Linked DNA regions of Sus scrofa: all the other regions are linked to region 3. A link is a contact called in public Hi-C and HiChIP or PLAC-seq data. All regions are on one chromosome and are shown on one strand. The core of a region is the stretch at or near the end of the contact, and the rest is flanking DNA. Distances in the headings are between cores, read along the strand shown.

Region 1 (4,064 bases), core at 1,462-3,961, 710 kb before region 3:
CTACAGCTCTGATTAGTTCCCCAGCCTGGGAACCTCCATATGCCTCAGGTACAGCCCTAGAAAAGACAGAAACACAAAAAAAAAAAAAAGAGAGAGAGAGACAGCCCAAGGAGAAAAAAGATCATTAGGTGTGAACTCCAAGTTAAACCTATAGTTTGACCTCCTAAGACAACAAATTTTTGCAACAAGTAGGAAGAAAATTAACTGACCTGGGATGTACAAGAAAGGAAGAGTTGCAGTACTCAGTTCAGGGGTGAATATAAGTTATATAGTATATACAGTGACTATTAACAATAAATTACCAGAGTTCCTGTTGTGGCTCAGCAAGCTAAGAACACAACTAGTATCCTCCAAGAGAATGCAGGTTCGATTCCTGGCCTTGCTCAGTGGGTTAAGGATCCACAGTTGCAGCAAGCTTTGGTATATGCCCAGAATCCGGCTCAGATCTGGCATTGCCGTGGCTGTGGCATAGGCCAGCTCTGATTTGACCCCTAGCCTGGGAACTTATTCCATATGCTGCGGGTGCAGCCCTAAAAAGAAAAAAGAAAAAAATCACAATAAATTACCATACAACCACGAAGGTGAGATGGAGGAAGAAAAACTGTGAGCCAAGTACTTACCTCCCATGAATAACAGTCAACATTTCAGGTGTAAACTTAACAAATCTAAAAATATTACTTATAAAGTTATTTGATTCCAATTTACAAATATCATCAGGACAAACAGCCAAAGGAATGCAAACCACTTTTTCTTATAAGCTTTTAATTTTTTTCTTTTCTTTTTTTTTTTTTTTTTTGTCTTTTTGCCTTTGCTAGGGCCGCTCCTGCGGCACATGGAGGTTCCCAGGCTAGGGGTCTAATTGGAGATATAGCCACCGGCCTACAGCAGAGCCACAGCAACAAGGGATCCGAGCCGCATCTGCAACCTACACCACAGCTCACTGCAACGCCGAATCCTTAACCCACTGAGCAAGGCCAGGGATCAAACCCGAAACCTCATCATTCCTAGTCGGATTCGTTAACCATTGAGCCACTACGGAAACTCCTTAATATAATTCTTTCTTTTTTTTTTTTTTTTTTGTCTTTTGTCTTTTTGTTGTTGTTGTTGCTATTTCTTGGGCCGCTCCCGCGGCATATGGAGGTTCCCAGGCTAGGGGTTGAATCGGAGCTGTAGCCACCGGCCTACACCAGAGGCACAGCAACGCGGGATCCGAGCCGTGTCTGCAACCTACACCACAGCTCACGGCAACGCCGGATCGTTAACCCACTGAGCAAGGGCAGGGACCGAATCCGCAACCTCATGGTTCCTAGTCGGATTCGTTAACCACTGCGCCACGACGGGAAATCCTAATATAATTCTTAAATACATATGCTAACTTGAAAATCATAAATGTAAAAGTATTTTAAGTTCCTACAATATTCTTCAGCTTCTATCAATGAGAAATGAATAATCTTACTAAAGAAAAGCATGGAAATACCTAAATCTATATTCTATGTCCCAGAATAAATTTCAACTACTTCCCTCAGGAAGTCTTCCATGACACCTCCAAGCCTGATACCTCCATGGCCCTTAGGTGGATACCACAGCACCTAGAATGTACAGACTAGATTTAGAATAGCGTTCATGGGAGTTCCCGCCCTGGCCAGGGGAAACAAATCGGACGAAGAACCATGAGGTTGTGAGTTCCATTCCTGGCCTCAGTGGGTTAAGGACCCCGCGTTGCAGTGAGCTGTGGTGTAGGTCACAGACAGGCCAGTAGCTATAGCTCCGATTACACCCCTAGCCTGGGAACCTCCATATGCCAGAGGTTCAGCACTAAAAAAAAGACCAAAAAAAAAAAAAAAAAAAAAAGCATTCATGGAGTGGGTACTCTGTGCCAGGCAGAGTACTAACCACTTTTCATTTTACCTGCTTCAATACAACCACCCTACTTTTCATTCTATAATCATCTTCATTTTATAAACGAGGTGCCCAAAGTCATCAGCTAAGTGGTACAGCTGGGACTGGTACTCACTCCCTAACAGCATTCACTCAACAAAATTTACCATAACCCAGAGGTTTACAAAAAACCTGAATGGCCTCTCATCAAACAAACAAACAAACAAACAAAACCGAGCACTAATCTCCCACTGAATGTTTTTGCCCAATTGGCCCTCGAAGCTCAGGTATGGCCCCTGAGGTCTACATACCCTTGCCCCTCACTTGGTCACGCAGCAGAGATCAAGAAACCCTCAATTCGTATCCGCTCACGCAAATGAGCCTTGCACGGATGCGGCACGGGCTCCCAGCTCGTCGCGCACGAGCCCCGCGGAAGAACGCCACGCCCCGCGAGAAGCGAGGGCTCCTGGCGCCGCCCGGTGCTCTCTTTCCACCTCTTTTCCATCCCCAGACCTCAGCCCCGTGGGCTGGAAGCATCACCTGCACTTCTACAGGAGGAGGAAGCGGAGGCTCCCACAGGACTCACCTGGCCGGACTCGGAAGATCGCGCGCTCGCCGCTGGGCTCCGGCTGGAGGGTCCAAGCCACTGAGAGGCTGGGGACTATCGAACCCGGCCTCGCGCCTGGGGAAGCCTAGCCTCCCGCCTCGCGCCCCGAAGTTTTGGTAAACACGAAGCGGACCCGGCCCGCTGGCGCAGCCCAAACCAGCCTCTGAGGTTCCCGCGCCTCTGCACGCAGGTCCGCGCCGGCCCCGCCCCCGTCTCCACGGCGACGCGGCGTGCGTAAGGGACGCCCGGCCGGGTCCCGGGGAGTTCACGCAGCGTCAGTGCGGCAGGGTCACGCCCCCCTCTGGCAGCGAGGGAGAGTCCGCACTGTGAATTTCCCTTGAGGTGGGCCGACCGACGCTTTGTCTGGCTCGCCCCACGGAGGGCGCTCTACCTCCGAGGCCCACTCGCTTCACACAGAGCTCAGCCTCCTACTGCTACTCTCAGACGCCAGGAGTGGGAGCTGTTTCGAAGCCGATCCCCTAGTTAAGCTTCGTGAGGCAAGCACTAGGAACGAGGCTCCGGGCTGAAGTCCTCCAGCCCGCACCTCTAGGCTCCTGCCTATCTGGCTTTTGGTTCTCCATGGTTCCCAGGCAGCACGAGCCGGTCCCCGAGGCATAGGTTGCGCGCCTGCGTGGGCCACGAATGTTGTCAATCTGGACTAAGTGGGTGCGGGCGCGAGGTTTCGCAGTCCCTGAATTAAATTATCCCAGGCTGCTATCTTAACCTTCCTTTTAAAATGTAATTAACGAGCATTAATTGTTAGTAATAGTTATTTTTTTATAATTGGGCCCACTCTGATGTTTTAAAAATAGGGGTGGGAAACGGTAGGTAAGATAGTTTTATATCCTTTTTCTCCTGCGCTTTGGAAAGCACTTGAGATTTCTGGTGGAGAACGCAAAGGCTGGCATTATGTTTTTTTGCTTATTTGTCTTTTTGCCTTTTCTAGGGCCGCTACTGCGGCATATGGAGGTGCCCAGGCTAGGGGTCTAATCGGAGCTGTAGCCGCCAGCCTACTCCAGAGCCACAGCAACGCCAGATCCGAGCCGCGTCTGCAACCTACACCACAGCTCACGGCAACGCTGGATCCTTAACCCACTGAGCGCAGCCAGGAATTGAAGCCGCAACCTCATCTTTCCTGGTCAGATTCGTTAACCACTGAGCCACGATGGGAACTCCTGGCATTATGTGTTTAAATGCTTGAAAATTTTTACGTTATAAACGGGAGGAAAGGAGTTCCCTGGTGGTCTAGTGCTTGGGATTTGGCATGTGACTTGGTTTCCATCCCTGCCCCAGGAACTTCCGTGGGCCGCGGGTGCAGCCAGAAAGACCCCAAACCAAACCAAAACAAAACAGGAGGAAAAATAACCATTGTTGGGTTTCTCGGGACTGAAATTACAGGTAGTTTGCATTTTTGCTCTATTTTCTACCTATGGTAAATTTTGTAAAAACGTGTTTAATATAAGTTCCACTTAAGCAGGACACGGGAGCCAATCTTTTAGGCAGGACTATTTGCTGAAGTTATGTGACCAACTATTTTTAAAGTAATTTAGTGGTTTTCAAAGTCTTAATTAACACTGTA
Region 2 (4,109 bases), core at 1,282-3,781, 920 kb before region 3:
GCTGTCTTCTCTGAGGCTGTTGGGCACTCCTTCCATCCCACACAGAGTTAATGGGACTCTGTCCCTGGCCCTTAGGGGAATCTGATTCCTTCTCCTGAAGGATGTTCATAGTTAACAAATATTTCAGTTTTGGCAAAAATTTGTCAAAACAAAACAAAACAAAAAACCTTAACAAGGTTTTCTTGGGGTTTTTTGGTCTTTTTAAGGCCATGGCATATGGAGGTTCCTAGGCTAGGGGTTCAATCGGAGCTGTAGCCGCTGGCCTTTGCCAGAGCCACAGCAACTCAGGATCTGAGCTGCGTCCGTGACCTACACCACAGTTCACAGCAACGCCAGATCTTTAACCCACTGAGCAAGGCCAGGGATTGAACCTGTGTCCTCACAGATTCTAGTCGTGTTTGTTAACCACTGAACCATGACGGGAGTCCTGACAAGTACTGAGATTTTAAAAAATTGTCTAAAGCTGGTCAAAGTTAGTGATGGCTGGAAGGGATAGCTACCCAGACTAGGGATCCAGTGGCCTTTATTCTGCAATAACTTATGGGATTATTTGTTTTTAGCTGCGTGGCTTTGCACAAGATATTTCTTTTTTCCTTAAATTTCTCCCCTCTCAGGTCGGAATACAAAGTGGTTGTTTTCATCCTCCCCAAGGTATTTGAGGGCCAAATGAGGTGAAGGACATGTTACATTAGATCTTTGAAATTAAAAACAAAAAATTAGAGCGCCATATAAATATAACCAAAAGCATGGATTTTATCAGGGAACTGGCTCTCCCCAACTTTTAAAGCATTGAATGATATAGATGGTGCTTCTTTGGGATCCCTTTGTGCTTAATACAGAGCTAGAAACAAGGCTGAGGCTATGGTGAGGTAGGTGAGGCTAATGAAGGCACTTGCCTTACTAAAGGCACAAAAAGTTAATGGGATGCCAGAAAACTCAGCAAGATAAACAATAATTTGATTAAAAAATAAGAATTAATACAAAAATCCACGTTTTTTAAAATAAAGACAAGATCAGTAATGGTGCTGTGCAGCCATATTAGAGCCTAAGGCAAAAGACAAACCAGTAATAATGGGTTTCTCTGATCCTCTTTTTTTTTTTTTTTGTCTTTTTCAGGGATGCACCCTCAACATATGGAGGTTCCCAGGCTAGGGGTTGAATGGGAGCTGGAGTCGTTGGCCTATGCCACAGCGGCACCAGATCTGAGCCATGTCTTTGACCTATACCACAGCTCATGGCAATGCCAGATGCTTAACCCGCTGAGTGAGGCCAGGGATGGAAGCTGTATCCTCATGGATACTAGTCAGAATTGTTTCTGCTGAGCAACGATGGGAACTCCATCAGGTCCTCTTTTGTAGGCATGTAGTTGCCTGAGAAAGAACTTGAGGACTTGGATACTGTAAACGTAGAAATATTTTAAAGTGAACTTCTAGTTAGTTCATCCTAACAGCATCTATAGTAGCCTATATTCTGGAAATATGGATTCAGCCTGTAAACAATACCGTTGGCACTTGGTTTTGTATGTCCCCAAGCCCTAACTAAAGCTTGGAAAGCCACTATGGCAGATAAAATGATACAAGTGTTGACTGGTTCAAAGACACTTTGACCAGAGAAGAGAGGATTGGAGTTCCCGTCATAGTGCAGTGGAAACGAATCCGACTAGGAACCATAAGGTTGAGGGTTCGATCCCTGGCCTTGCCTAATGGGTTAAGCATCTGGCGTTGCCATGAGCTGTAGTGTGGGCTGATGAAGCGGCTCGGATACTGCGTTGCTGAGGCTGTGGTATAGGCCAGGCAGCTGTAGTTCCGATTCGACCCCTAGCCTGGGAACCCCCATATGCCAAGGCTGTGGCCCTAAAACGCAAAAAAAAAGGGGGGGGTAGAATTATTGCCTCTTGCAAACCTCTAGCTCTCTAATCAGACAGGTTAATAACTCCAAGAAGCAACTGATTTCTGCTTAACAAAAGGTTCTGTGTCTTGGGGCGAGTTAATTGTATGCTCTGGACGTTTTCAATTTCCTCTTGAATAAACAGTCTTTTCCTTCCTTCAAATATCTGTTGAGTGTCTGCTTGTGCAAGACACTGCATTAGGTGCTGAGCATAGGTTGATGAACAAAACTAAGGCGCGAGGGACAGATAATAGAGTCAATAAATAGATGAACTGGCAGCTTCAGCTTGTGTTAAAGCTATGAAGAAATCGAAACAAGACGCTCTAAAGGAGATGGAGTAGGGGAATGGCATGATCTGAAACACTGATTCCAAGTATAAAATGATCTCTTGGGATGCCAAGGGAGAAGCCGGGAGGGCCCTGGAGTTGCAGTCATTCGGGCCGGAAAAAGGGACTGGATCACGGCGGTAACAGTGGAATCAGACGCTGACCCTGAGCTCAGCAGGAGCAGAGTTAAAAGGTGTGTTTCCCTTTAACAGTCCAGGCCTCAGGGGCGGGGCAGAGGGCGGCACAAGCTAACAGAGGGAGGGAGGTCCCACGCAGGAAGAGCCGTCCTTAGGAGTGCGCGCCCGCGCGCGCGCGGTGCGAAGGCGGGACTTGGGCGAGCCCGCATGGCTGGCCCGGGCCCGGATGAGGAAGTGCGGGGGGACCATAGAGACGAAGAGGCGGCGGCGGCCGGAGCGCCTCCGGGCTCGCGGGGCTCCGCAGGCTCAGTTAGACTTGGAGGCGTCGGGGCTGCGGCTGCAGAGGCTGGGCTGGCGGGGCGAGCGCGGGCCGCGGAGCAGGCCTCAGGGTAAGAAGCTGGGGAAGCGAAGGCTTCGGGCATATCCGCCCCGCCCCACTCCAGCTTGAGTCGACCCTCCGCCGGGCGGTGCAGGCTGAAGGGAGCCCGGGCCCCCCGCCTTCTCAGGGCGCTGAAGGGAACGCAGCTGTGCTGAGGACGCGGAGCGACCCGGGGAGAGGGAGGAGACCGGGCCCCGCGTTGCGAGAGGAAAACGGCTTCTCTGAGTCATGGCTCCGCGGGGAATGAGAGACTCCTGTTCGACCTCGATATGGCGAGGGACCCCCCAACTTCTCTCCTCCGGGAGGGCGACGCCCCTTGTCGTGGGCAAACGTGCTTCTCCTGCTCCAGTGCGCTTGTCAGCAAAGGGGGATCCGCTCCCGTGTGCGAGAGGGCGATTCCTAACTTATTTTAGGGGGGTGGGGTGGGGATCTCTCTTTTGGTCAGCGACTCCCAGGTGAGGAGACTCAACTTGCCTAAAAGTGACAGAAGGTTTTTTTTTTTACCCCCTGTAAGAGGGTGACCTACCTTTCCTCCTTATTTTTCGCCTTTACCCCGAGATACAGAGAAGACGACCCTGAATTTACTTTGTGGTGGTGGAAGTCAGCCTTTCTCCCCTCCCCCAGTCCCATCCACAGAGGGAGCCTCGCTTCTCTGCTCCCGAGTCTCTTGGTGTGTCTTGAGCTCTCTTCCCTTGCACAATGAAGAGCCCTGCGTTTGGAGTGTGATGGATGCCAGCCTGTGTCTCCCAGTTCCCATCTTTGTGACCTTGACTAATTGCTTCACCTTTTCTCAGTCACCCCATCTCTAATTTGGGTACTCTTTTCCGAGAATTGTCCTAATGGCTAAAGGAAATTTTGTGTGAGTGTGCTTAGTACGTTGTAACTTTTTGGCACATTGTTGCTATTACTGTTACTTATTTGTTTTTTAAAAAAGGTAACTAGTATCTTCCACAGAGAAACATTTTTCCATGCAGGCTCCTTCTATTCCCCTCCCCTCGCCCCCCGCCATCACTTTCTCTCAAGAGAGAAGGCTTTTCACCTGGGGCAGAGAAAGAGGCACTCCTTCTCTCTTACCTACCTTATTTCCCAAATTAACAAAGAAGGTCTCAATTAGAATAATGGCGGTGGCGGTGGGGAGAGGAGAATGTTTTTGGAAGCAGGTCTGTACTCCTAGAGGGAGATCTGTTACCAGAAGCCAGCCTTTCCTTTGTCCACAGAAACTACCATTCTTCGCTACTGGTCGGAGATGCCCTCTCTGTCTCCCTACTTGTTCTAGCAACAAAATAGCTTCCTTCTATCTCATCTGCACGGCCCCCTCTTCCAAAGACTCATCTTCCAACTACTTTCTCTTGCTTTCCCAGGAAAAATAAGACTCTATAC
Region 3 (3,834 bases), core at 888-3,387:
GAAGTACTGCGAGGTAAAGTGGCTTGCCTATAGCTTGGAAGTAAAGCCAGGTGTGTCTGCCTGCAGAGCCTGGGCTCTTTACCATGATGGTGATGGAGGTTCACAAAGCGTTCCAGGAGTGGATGGCTCTAATAGCTAAAAATCTCTTCCCATTATAAAGCTAAAATGTGCTTCACATGTTTCTAGAGTCACACAGCAGTTTCCACAGGACAGAAAGAAGGAAACTAACTGTTGGTGTTGGGTGCCCAGCTCTGTCCACAACTCATTAGGCAGTGACATGTGATTTCAACATTGGGCTCTGCAACGAGGCTGCCTAGTGAAAGTCCATTTTCCACTACTTAGCAGCTGAGTGACCTTGGGATGAGTCCCTTCCCTTCCCAGAACCTCAGTTTCCTCATCTGTAAAATCTAGTACCTATTTTGAACTCCAGACCCAATGTACAATTTCTTTTCTAGACACCTCCATCTGTGTCTTTCCACTGACCCCCCCTCGAAATCAATGTGAGCAAAACAGGCCCTTCCTGTGTAGACCAGCTACATGATTTGCAAGTGCAGGGTGCCTTGTTAAAATATTGTTAAGAATCAGCGTTGGCTCAAGCACAGGGCCATGGCCACTGCCAGGATCACACACCCATGACAGTGGCCTTGCTCCTGTGTTCCTTTGATTAACGAGCCACTACTGTCCTCTCAGGTCCATCCTTCTCCTCCTACACAGTCACACCCTACATGCTCCCAAATGCCCCAAACTTTTGCCTCTGGCCTGGACAGTCTCTTTCTCCTTTCTCTTTGCCAGCCCCATTCCTTTTGTTCTCAGAGCCTTTCTGAAACACACCTTAGTCTTTTGCTGTGAGAACCACATGACCCTGCTTTTCCTCACACCGCTCTGTCAAGTTCCTTCAAAGTCTTTGCTAGCTCACCTTCCCCTACCCATTTTTCATTATATTTCATTTTTCGTTGTTTGTAGAGGCACTAGGCTTTTTTTCTTTTCTTTTTTTTTTTTTTTTTGGCCACCCTATGGTTTGTGGAGTTCCCGGCCAGGGATCAGTGATCCAAGCTGCAGTTGAGACCTATGCTGCAACTGCAGCGACTCGGAAGCCTCAACCCACCATGACGGGCTGGGGATCAAACCTGCATCCCAGCCTCCCAATGCGCCAGAGGGAACTCTGAATCATTAAGTTTTTATTTTAGCTATCATGGAAAGTACATAATAAAACACACATTTTTCAAAACAAGTATTGGTCAGTGCTTGATATCTGTATTTACCTCTAAAGGGTGAGTTAATGACCATGACTTTAGGTCAGGTCACATTCACAAGGGCCTCAAATTTTAATTTTTTTATTTTTTGCATTTTAGGGCTGTATGTGCTGCATATGGAAGTTCCCCAGCTGGGGAAAGAATCGAGCCACATCTGCCCGCCTACACCACAGCCACAGCAATGCAGGATCCGAGCCGGGTCTGCGACCTACACCACAGCATGACGCAACGCTGGATCCCTGACCCACTGAGCGAGTCCAGGATCGAAACCGCATCCTCATGGATACTACTAGGATTCGTTTCCGCTGCGCCACAATGGGAACTCTTCAAATTTAAAATTTTGAGGCAATCTCCAAATGGAGTTTAGCGGCCTGAAGGAAGAAAACATCTAACTTTGCAAATTTCATCTACTCCCCAGACCACATCACACTCGTGTGAATATTTGTATAAATCTTGTAATTACCCTTTAAAGAACACAATACGGAATTTGTATATACATATTAAAAACTAAAACATGTTAAATGTACATTTAAAATATAGCACCAGTTCCAACTGTGCTTTCGTCATTTTTCAACTCTCTCCTAAGGCTCAGAAAGTTTAAGTGGCCTCTTGGGTCTCTCTACCTCTGAGAGGAAAAAGTTTGCTTTTGCTTTATTTACACCGATAATAGCGAACTAACCAAAGGAAAAACCAATGGCCACAGGAGAAGCGAAAGTCGCTCCACTTACCTCCGAGGTGGCTTCTCAGGCAAGACAAGTTTCGACGCCTACTGTTACTATGACAACGCAATTCTTGCCGCTGCTCCCAGAAGAGAGACTCCCCTATGCATCCCAGAAGGCGCTGCGCTGCCTCTAGGCCTTCCGCCGCCTTCCATCCCAAAATGCAACGGGGCTGAAACGGCAAGCGTTCGTCATCAGGATGACTATAGAAATGCCTGAATATCCGCCTTCAATCAAACATTAAATATGTCTGTATTAGGCAATAAATGGGAAAGATCCAGAAGAGCGGTCTTAGTGATTTTTTTCATGGAGTTTAGTTGTAAATATAAAAGAGAAAAGTCCCTTTTTTCCCTAGACTTGCTCAGGCACTTCCTTGGGCAGCCCTCACAGGCAGGCGGCGTGGAGGGCCTCGGGGCCCTGTACCGCGCACATGCGGGAGGAAGTGGCGCTACCTGTCCGCTCGGCACTGGTAGACCTTTCAGCGTGGAGCCATGGGCGGCCTGGAGAAGAAGAAGGTGATGTGCGAGAAGCAGGGGTGGGGACACAGGGGTGACCCAGGAGGTAGGAGACGGGAGCGATATAGCCCGGGAACTGCGCCTTTCCCCGGCCTTGGCCCCTTGTGGGTGCAGAGGTGGCTGATCAACGCGGTAGAAGACAGCAGCCAGAAAGGGTCCGAGGATGGGCGAGGACAGCATTACTCGTTCGGTGAAATCCGGGAAAGAAGCCTGCAGTAGAGCTGTGAAAGAGAGCTGAGGTTACCAAGTAAAGATGCATCCCAGAGCAGGCCGAACCGGAGGACAACTGTTTACTGAAAAAGTGATGAACATAGCGCAGAGCTCATCACTATGTTGAGTTTATCATTTTAAAAACTTGTTACTCCCTTTTCTGTTGAATCAGGCCTTTTTCTGGACGTTGGGGATGAGGCATAACCAGATGTAGTCCCTACATTTCCCAAGCTCACTTTCTAGTAGGGAAGGTAGCCACTAAAGTAAATAACCAAAGAAAACGGTCACAAACAAGCCTGACAGAGGAAACTAAGTGCCAAGGCCCTTAGGTAGAAAAGGCTTGCCGTGTGTACCGAATGGGAGGGATATCAGGACAGTTGGGGTATAGTAAACCAAGGGAAGAATGGCATCTAATGTAGTTGGGGTTGGACAGAAACCGTGTTATTCACAGTGAAGAGATTGGATTTTATTTGCTGTGCAGTAAGAATCAACTAAAAGGGGAATGACATCGATTTTTCAAAGAATTGTTTTTGTTGCTGTATGGAAAATCACATTGGTGGCATGGAGAGGAGGGGATGAGGATGGGGATGATGTTTCTTCATCTTGAAAGTTTCCAATGCTGATTTGTTTTTAACCCAGCACTCATTATGTGCTAGCCATTGGAACTACAAAAATATGAGGGAGAAAATCTCATCTTGAGAAACAGTTGCAAATATGTAAACAAATCATGGCAGTTTTTAAAGTGGGGATTTCACAACCATTTTGACATTTTGAGCCACATAACTTAGTTGTGTTGTTGTGGGGAGGGTTGTCTAGTGTGTTGTAGGATGTTCAGCAGCATTCCTGACCGTTCATCCACTAGGTGCCAGTAGTACCCAACAACACCAAATACTGAATCCACCCCCAATACACCCAGAGAGTAAAGTCACCCCAGTTAACTTTGAGTATTCTCTTTTTTTTTTTTGTCTTTTTAGGGCCACACCTGTGGCATATGGAGGTTCCCAGGCTAGGGGTCTAATTGGAGCTACAGCTGCCACCTATACCACAGGCATAGCAATGTGGCATCTGAGCTGTGTCTGTGACCTGCACCACAGCTCACAGCAACACTGGATCTGTAACCCACTGAGCAAGGCCAGG

Evidence for each region. A called contact is a pair of places that touch in the nucleus more often than the background predicts. HiChIP or PLAC-seq counts read pairs in DNA pulled down with a chosen protein or histone mark.
Region 1: a Hi-C map of heart right ventricle shows a contact between it and region 3, with 8 times the contacts expected there. The contact joins the promoter of SFI1 here to the promoter of TCN2 in region 3. A contact is called at or near these places in 1 of 5 promoter capture datasets (liver) and 1 of 47 Hi-C or Micro-C datasets (heart right ventricle).
Region 2: an H3K27ac HiChIP or PLAC-seq map of alveolar macrophages shows a contact between it and region 3. The contact joins the promoter of PRR14L here to the promoter of TCN2 in region 3. A contact is called at or near these places in 1 of 5 promoter capture datasets (liver) and 1 of 2 datasets of contacts at active chromatin or transcription factors (alveolar macrophages).

The regions. Positions count from the first base shown.
Region 1 is chr14:48,209,186-48,213,249 of Sscrofa11.1, reverse strand. SFI1 (protein SFI1 homolog) reads right to left here and starts at 2,711. Exons shown (of 33, transcript XM_005670867.3): 1 at 2,465-2,711.
Region 2 is chr14:48,416,662-48,420,770 of Sscrofa11.1, reverse strand. It overlaps PRR14L (protein PRR14L), which reads left to right and starts at 2,531. Exons shown (of 8, transcript XM_021073914.1): 1 at 2,531-2,739.
Region 3 is chr14:47,494,548-47,498,381 of Sscrofa11.1, reverse strand. It overlaps TCN2 (transcobalamin 2), which reads right to left and starts at 2,137. Exons shown (of 11, transcript NM_001244436.1): 1 at 1,982-2,137. PES1 (pescadillo ribosomal biogenesis factor 1) reads left to right here and starts at 2,399. Exons shown (of 16, transcript NM_001244432.1): 1 at 2,399-2,487. The coding sequence starts at 2,464.